2 separate regions of the Mus musculus genome follow, and region 1 is linked to region 2. Evidence: chromatin contacts called from public Hi-C data. All regions are on one chromosome and are shown on one strand. Each heading gives the region's core, a stretch centred on a gene start, on an enhancer-like site or on the middle of the called end of the contact. The rest is flanking DNA. Distances are from core to core; before and after follow the strand shown. Region 1 has its middle 140 kb from the start of Gm36372. Region 2 has its middle 70 kb from the start of Gm40287.

What was found. A called contact is a pair of places that touch in the nucleus more often than the background predicts.
Region 1: a Hi-C map of the CH12 cell line shows a contact between it and region 2, with 3 times the contacts expected there. The contact joins two enhancer-like sites. A contact is called at or near these places in 1 of 39 promoter capture datasets (the C10 cell line), 3 of 15 datasets of contacts at CTCF or cohesin (embryonic stem cells, large pre-B cells and pro-B cells), 13 of 484 Hi-C or Micro-C datasets (B cells, the C10 cell line, the CH12 cell line and 9 more) and 2 of 115 datasets of contacts at active chromatin or transcription factors (astrocytes and large pre-B cells).

The regions. Positions count from the first base shown.
Region 1 is chr12:16,372,199-16,376,062 of GRCm38.p6, forward strand. No RefSeq gene overlaps it. Among named protein-coding and RNA genes, the nearest start is that of Gm36372, 140 kb to the left of the region's middle. Within about 2 kb of position 2,588, at least 4 of the 459 cell types and tissues checked have an H3K27ac peak or open chromatin away from gene starts, as enhancers often do. A contact at or near this core is called in the CH12 cell line, where this site is marked.
Region 2 is chr12:15,534,042-15,537,868 of GRCm38.p6, forward strand. No RefSeq gene overlaps it. Among named protein-coding and RNA genes, the nearest start is that of Gm40287, 70 kb to the right of the region's middle. Within about 2 kb of position 1,965, at least 9 of the 459 cell types and tissues checked have an H3K27ac peak or open chromatin away from gene starts, as enhancers often do. A contact at or near this core is called in the CH12 cell line, where this site is marked.

The DNA of each region.
Region 1 (3,864 bases), core at 1,338-3,837, 840 kb after region 2:
AAAGTTGTCTGATTTTGATAATGAATAATAGAAATCTCTGGTACCAAATGTATATTCTGCAAGTCAATGGCTTGGTTCTAAAACAGAATGTTCTAGAATGACTTGGCACAGGCTTTGAGAATATAGCAAGGCTTGGGTCAGATAACACACTGGCAACTATTTATCCTGGACTCCAAATCAGACCCAGAAGGTAGAGTTGCCCCACCAGGGAGGGAACAGTGTGGGTTCTGAAGTCGATGAGAAAGGTTTGCTATGAGATGAGAGTTAAAGCAGAGGGCAAATCCTACTGAGACTTCTGAGTCCACAGTAGCAGCTCATGTTCCCAGAAGCTCAAGAGTTGACATGTTGACCATGGAGAACACATCACAGTGGATTGTGCAGGGAAAGTGTCCATTATTCTTACCACAACCACAACCCAGTGTGATCAGCTGGTGGCTGTGACTTAAAGCTCAGTAGGATCCTGAATGTGATGACCAGAGGACACAGCTCCTTTAGAGACTTTTATCCTTCTAGAGCCACAGAGTCTAGAGATTTGGAGATGGAAACATAAATTCTAGAAAATGGGTATCAAGGGTTTATGGGAACTCAAGACATTCCCAAGTCTACATGCTAATTTCCAGACTTATGTATTCATCCAATTAGCGATGCTATATTAACAGCTCCAGAGATGAGGTGCAGGGCATCACTATGGAGGATAGTGCTTCTGAACAAGAAGAGCCGTCTCTAAGCTGGTACCCTGGTGAACCTATATGGAACTGTTTCGCCTTGCAGTTAGGCTGGTGGTTTCTGAGATGTATGTGTAGGCTGAGAGAGATCAGATACCATGATGGCAAGGTCAGGTACTGAATCCTCTTTGCCATGAAGTATGATCTTAAAGCCAGTGTGACATTAAATCCTACATGAATAGATCAGATTTGCCTGTGATTTCAAGTTAATTCTAAGTGCTAAGAACTTTTGGGCAAAAGAAAGGCAATACCTCTCCTGGGCATATATCCAGAAGATGTCCTAACCGGTAAGAAGAACACATGCTCCACTATGTTCATAGCAGCCTTGTTTATAATAGCCAGAAGCTGGAAAGAACCCAGATGCCCCTCAACAGAGGAATGGATACAGAAAATGTGGTACATTTACACAATGGAATACTACTCAGCTATTAAAAAAATGAATTTATGAAATTCCTAGGCAAATGGATGGACCTGGAGGGTATCATCCTGAGTGAAGTAACCCAATCACAAAGGAACTCACACAATATGTACTCACTGATAAGTGGATATTAGCCCAGAAACTTAGGATACCCAAGATATAAGATACAACTTGCCAAACGCATGAAATTCAAGAAGAACGAAGACCAAAGTGTGGACACTTTACCCTTTCTTAGAAATGGGAACAAAACACCCATGGAAGGAGTTACAGAGACAAAATTTGGAGCTGTGATGAAAGGATGGACCATCTAGTGATTGCCATATGCAGGGATCCATCCCATAATCAGCTTCCAAATGCTGACACCATTGCATACACTAGCAAGATTTTGCTGAAAGGACCCAGATATAGCTCTCTCTTGTGAGACTATGCCGGGGCATAGCAAACACAGAAGTGGATGCTCACAGTCAGCTATTGGATGGGTCACACGGCCCCCAATGGAGGAGCTAGAGAAATTACCCAAGGAGCTAAAGGGAACTGCAACCCTATAGGTGGAATAACAATATGAACTAACCAGTACCCGGGAGCTCTTGTCTTTAGCTGCATATGTATCAAAAGATGGCCTAGTCGGCCATCACTGCAAAGAGAGGCCCATTGGACTTGCAAACTTTAGATGCCCCAGTACAGGGGAACGCCAGGGCCAAAAAGGGGGAGTGGGTGGGTAGGGGATTGGGGGGGAGTATGGGGGACCTTTGGGATAGCATTGAAAATGTAAACGAGGAAAATTCCTAATTTAAAAAAAAAAAAAAAGAAAGGCAACCCAATGTCTCAAACAGATGTGAATTTTACACAAAATTAATTGCGACCTTATCCAGGAAGAAAGAAATCCAACATTGAGATAGCTATCTTCTGTTCCTAGCTCTTTTGGGTCTTTTTTATCATAAAAAAAAATTTCTAAGGCCTTTTTTGGGTCTACTAAGAAAAGAATGTGATTTGTATCCTTAAACCTACTTTATCAATCTATATCTTTATTGATTTGCATACATTGAATCATATCCTACATCCATAAATGAACATAACTTGTTTATGATGTATAATCCTCTCAGTGTGGTCAGAGAAATTGGATTTGTCTATTTTTCACACTTGAGTGTGTGCCTTGTATGCATGTGCTTGCATGTTCATACATGCCCCAACATGAGTGAAGATGTTGAAGTGAGATCAAAGGATGACTTACAATAGTTGGCTTCAACCTGCTACTATATGGGCCTAAATCTAGTGGCTTCAGGGAACCCCCTTTGTTTGTGTCCTTTGTTATATCCAAGATCTTCCACTGGGACCTCAGAAATACCCCACTAGCACTCAAACCCTCAATGAGTACATAACCAGAATAGGGAACAGCAACCCTAGTGATGACTTACAGGGGTCAGAGTCTCTGCCCTTGTCTGTGTGGGAGGCAAAAGTCAAAAGGGTCTAGGAAAGAGTGAGTAATCGCCGTCCTGAGTGTCAGGTAACACACCATTCACGGTTAGCAAGATGAGTGGCAGGCAAGGCACCATTCACAAACAGTGAAACAGAGTCTGAATGGCTCAAACCTTTTCTCCAGACCTCCATATTAAAATTTGATTGTCACTGGGATAGTTTCGGGAAATGGAGCCTTTAAAAGGTATTTGGGCCATGAGGTTTCCCCTAATAAATATATTAACGTTGTAACCACAGGAGTGAATTCATTCCTTTCATGCTAAATTGCTTGCTTTTTCCTACTTTGGCCCTCTTTTCACCCCTCTCCCTCTCTCTCACCTTTTTTTCTTTGCCCTTTTTATTCCTCTCTCCTGCTCTGGCTTTCTCCCTATCCTTATCTCTCTCCCTCAGCACATGACACCCTGTACTAACCTCATCATGAGAAAGAACATAAGTCCTAACAAAGATGCCAGCATTTGATCTTGGTGTTCCCAGCCTCCATAGCTGTGAATTAATAAATTCCTTATTAGAAGGACTCCCAGGTCCTTCTAAGACAAAGACTACGAATGCATCCTGAGCCAAGCACATGTGTGAAGCGATGGGTAGTACATGGATGATGCTCAGGGCTCTGTGACTGACAGCCTATCTGACTTCACCCCTACAGGCAAAGCTCATCAATGGCCTGCTTCTCTTCAGATTTCTGTGGCTCCTCAGTAGTGACACTGCCCTACCCACAGCCACCCATGCACCAGTCTTAGTGGCCATTTGGGGGCTCTCTTTCCTGTCAGCCTTCTCATGCAAGAAGGTACCAAACCCTTCTGATGATTGTGACTACATACTTTCCAAATCGTTCTTGGCCTCCCTTCTGCCTATCACTGCCATAACTGGGTAACACCAGAACCACAGGGAAGAAAGCAGGAAGGTCAGTTTCATGATAGGAAAAATAGGGAAAGGTTTGTTGGAAGCCAAAACCAACAGATGCCCGCCCGCAGCACTAATAATAGTCAAGGTACCAAGCTTTTCTCATAATTTCTCATAAATGTTACTTTTCTCATAAATTATAGAACATTAAAGCTTACCCCTAACATAATGTCACTCGCATACTAATACATGACACAAAGTTGGAGAAGTAAGAGGGAATAAAGGTAAGTAGCTAGAAATGGCATCTGGGCATGGTGCTGAGCCAGTACTCATGTAGCCCACCTTTGTATTGGGTACTGGGTGTTGGGAGGAGCCTGATACCTGCACATCAACTGCTCTGTGTCA
Region 2 (3,827 bases), core at 715-3,214:
ATGACAAATGATTTTCTACCTATCAGAGTTGGTCTTTTAGAAATTCTGAAGGTAACCAGTGTTGTTAATTCTCAAGGGTTCTATTCTACCAACTGGCAAGCTCTTTGTGCTGTGGAAGCATCTAAATCGCCTGTACTGCACCCTGCACCTCACCCCTTAACTGACAACAGGTTTCTTTTATCTGACTCATTACATTGATTAAACTCTGAAACAAGCTCACAAGCATTATTCAACCTAAGTGCACAACTTTGAGAAATATCAGAGTTCAGTCCCTCTGGCTTATTGTGGACAAAGACAGCAAGTTCCCACTGCAACAGTACTGAGCTATCTCCCATCGGGAACTTAGAGCAGAGGGAGTAGTCAGATGCTGATGATGTCAGCATGGTGTGACAAACATGCTTCCCCATTGAAGATTCCAGAGGTTTAGAGTTAAATTCAAGGGGCTCAGATTCGTGCAAAAGTAGTTTTCTTGCTTGCAAAAACTGTAATTCTGTGTGAGTGTGTGCGTTTGCGCATGCACATACATGCCAACACATGCTGCCGAGGTTAGCAGAAGGCAGTAGGTGTGGTCTTCTGTCTCTGTTCTCTTTGTTTCTTTGAGGCAGAGTCTCTTGTTAAACATGAAGCTTGTGTTTGCCCACTAGGCTGGCAGCCAGCGAGTCCCATTGGTCTTCCTTTGTGTTCACGGAGCTGGAGCAGCAGGCCACTACTGCATACCTGGCTCTTTCATCCTGAAGCTTGCAAAGCAAGCTTAACACAGCAACAGCTCTTCACTGCTGAGCCATCTTCCAGCCCCGCAAACATAGTTTCTGTTCTAAAGAACTGCACGGACTCTACCTCACAAAATGTCCAAGGTCTCAGCCCACTTCAGCTGGTATTAGGTCCTACCCTTTTGTCACACTTAAGGCTGTTGTGACAGTTCTAACACAAACACCCTCTGCCAGACTCATGTGGGACGTCTACAGGTTCACACAGTTTGTGCCCTAATTCCTTCAACCCCAACGGAAATCTCTTCATCTTTGATCACCAAAACTGTCACTTCTTCATTCTCTTCTGATTTTTCCACTATGCCTAATGTTTCTTGGCCCAGTTAATCTGCTCTTCTCTACCATCCACTGTCTGCCATGCCCCCCACATGGCGTTACCACCTACCTGCTTCCACCCCTGCCCTTCTTCACTCCCCACTACAGGTACACACAGAGGGAAAAGCCAAGGTTCTCTTTCCCATCTACACAAAGTCACTAACACAAGATACTTCCTAAAGCAGCAGTCAGCTTCTACTAGTGTGAATTAAAATAACAAACGATACTTAAGTGAATATACTGTATCAACCAATCAGGAAACATCTCAGTTTATAGTTGGCTGTATTGTGAATGTTACTTTTGAATGTAAATGTCTCTTGTAATCCCTGCCTTTCTGCCTACTGCAACAAAAGAACAGTCACTTTCTTCATCTTTTCCTTGGATACATCTTTAATCCCATCCGTGAACCTCTCAGATTCCATGCAATCATCAGGCAAGACTTTACCTAAAAAGCATTTTATTCCTCCAAGAACCAATGTTCTTCTGGATATATATATGCCCAGGAGAGGTATTACGGGATCCTCCGGTAGTACTATGTCCAATATTCTGAGGAACCGCCAGACTGATTTCCAGAGTGGTTGTACAAGCCTGCACTCCCACCAACAACGGAGGAGTGTTCCTCTTTCTCAACGTCCTCGCCAGCATCTGCTGTCACCTGAATTTTTCATCTTAGCCATTCTGACTGGTGTGAGGTGGAATCTCAGGGTTGTTTTGATTTGCATTTCCCTGATGATTAAGGATGTTGCATTGGAAATGTAAATGAGGAAAATACCTAATAAAAATATTAAAAAAAAAAAAAAGAACCAATGACCAATGTTCTTGAAGTTGCAGGAAAATTGCGAAAGAGATCACGAGGGGGCGCCAGAGCCACACTACAAGGCAATCCAGAGGCTGCCTCTCAGAAAGAGGTGTGTTTGCCTGCAAGCACATTGGTTTGCGGTTTGTATAGGATCTAGATTCTGTTCACTTAAGCTCACCTTGACGGAGGTCTGGACTTATCTATCACCACACCTGCTCGATTGAAAGCTGAGTCCCACAGGATGAAACAAATTTCTGTTTCTCAAGCCAAAATAATAATCATAATCATCATATAAATGGGTTATTGAATATGACTTGGCTCTGTTTTCTTGATTTGAAATCTAGCATTTCTCTGCTGGAAGGGGATTGAGAATTCCTCTACTTATCATTATCCATCTCCTCCCCACAGCATAAAACAGAGAGATACTGAGTTTGGAGAGAAAAGTTTGCCTGGTAATGATAGTCCGAGCAGTTAGTAGCAGCAATGGCGCTAATGGCAAAGCCCTGCGGTTCTAGAACCTTCGTTCCGTGGGTTTCTCCAAAGTAGCTTGAGTGTGCAGTCCCCACTATGTCCTCTGAAGCTCAGAGAAGTAAAATGCCTTCACAGGCTCTCCAGGGAGGTATGATGCTTTTAAGAATAAGTTGTCTTTGGTCTCCTAGTCTAATCAAAGGCTAATTATTTGATCAAAAAAGCCAAGATTTTCTGTTTAAAGGGCCATTCATTCTAAATTTTAAATCCAAAATGAATTTTTTTAAAATGTCAGTTGGATGTGTGTGTGTTACTGATTATAAGTAAAGAAGAATAGGTCATGAATTTGAGGATATGAGAGGAGTTAGAGGGGAAGGAGGAATGCAAATGATGCAAATACAGCACTCATGTGCACAATTTTTTAAAAAAGGATTAAACTAAAAAAGGGGCGTGGAACTAATACTGACTTGGGAAGCTTCCGTGTCCCTCTAAGCTGTGGGTTGCCGTGCGTCAAATGTGTCAAGAAAACACTCTCTCAGCACTGAATTATTTTTTAATGACGTGCTAAAGCACAGAGACTGTGAAGTCTTACTCAGGCAAGGCTGTGTGAAGTGCTCTGTGGCAGACAAGGGGTCCACAACCCCCCACATTCTTCCCTTCTCACATCTCTGCACGCATATGCCAGTGGAAGGAACAAGTCAGAAAAGTGAGAACTGACACAGATGGAATGAAGCAGGGGAGAGGGACCAGACTGGGGAGGAAGGAACCCACAGATATAAAGGGCGTGTGCAGGAAAGGCAGTCCAGACAAGAGCATTAACTGCTCACTGGTTGGACATGAGTGTAGTGTGTTCCCCGCTGATTCCCTGAGCTGAAATTGTTTCACCACTGTGAAGTATTATGGACACTCGGGCCTAGCATGATTACCAGGGGTGGGGGTGGGGGTCCATTTTGCTCTGTCACCAAAGTAGAGTCTTCATTAATGCACTGTGCTGTCCTTATAAGAAGAGAGAGGGAGACTGACCAGAGGACACAGAGCATCAGCTCCAGGCTTTTTGTCAAACCCCATATGGTAAGTAGGCCATCACCGGATATGGGACTTCAACTTTGCACGTATATGATTATGACCCCAAACACTCTTTTTAAAAAATATGAGTTACCTAATTTTAGTTTTGTTCATTATACTCACAGGAATCAGAATAATACAAAATTCAAAACATCATAGCAAACACACACACACACACACACACACACACACACACACACACACACATACATTACTCCAGCAATGCTCTACCTTATAAGGGGTCCATAGCCTTCCCAAACAGTACCACCAGCTGGAAAAATGAGTGCTCACACACATGAACCTGTGGAGGACCTTTCTCGCTCAAACCATCACTATACATTTATGATGGATTCATTCATCCACTCATTCATTACATAGCCAAGAAAGAAAAATTTTATATGTTGGCACTATAT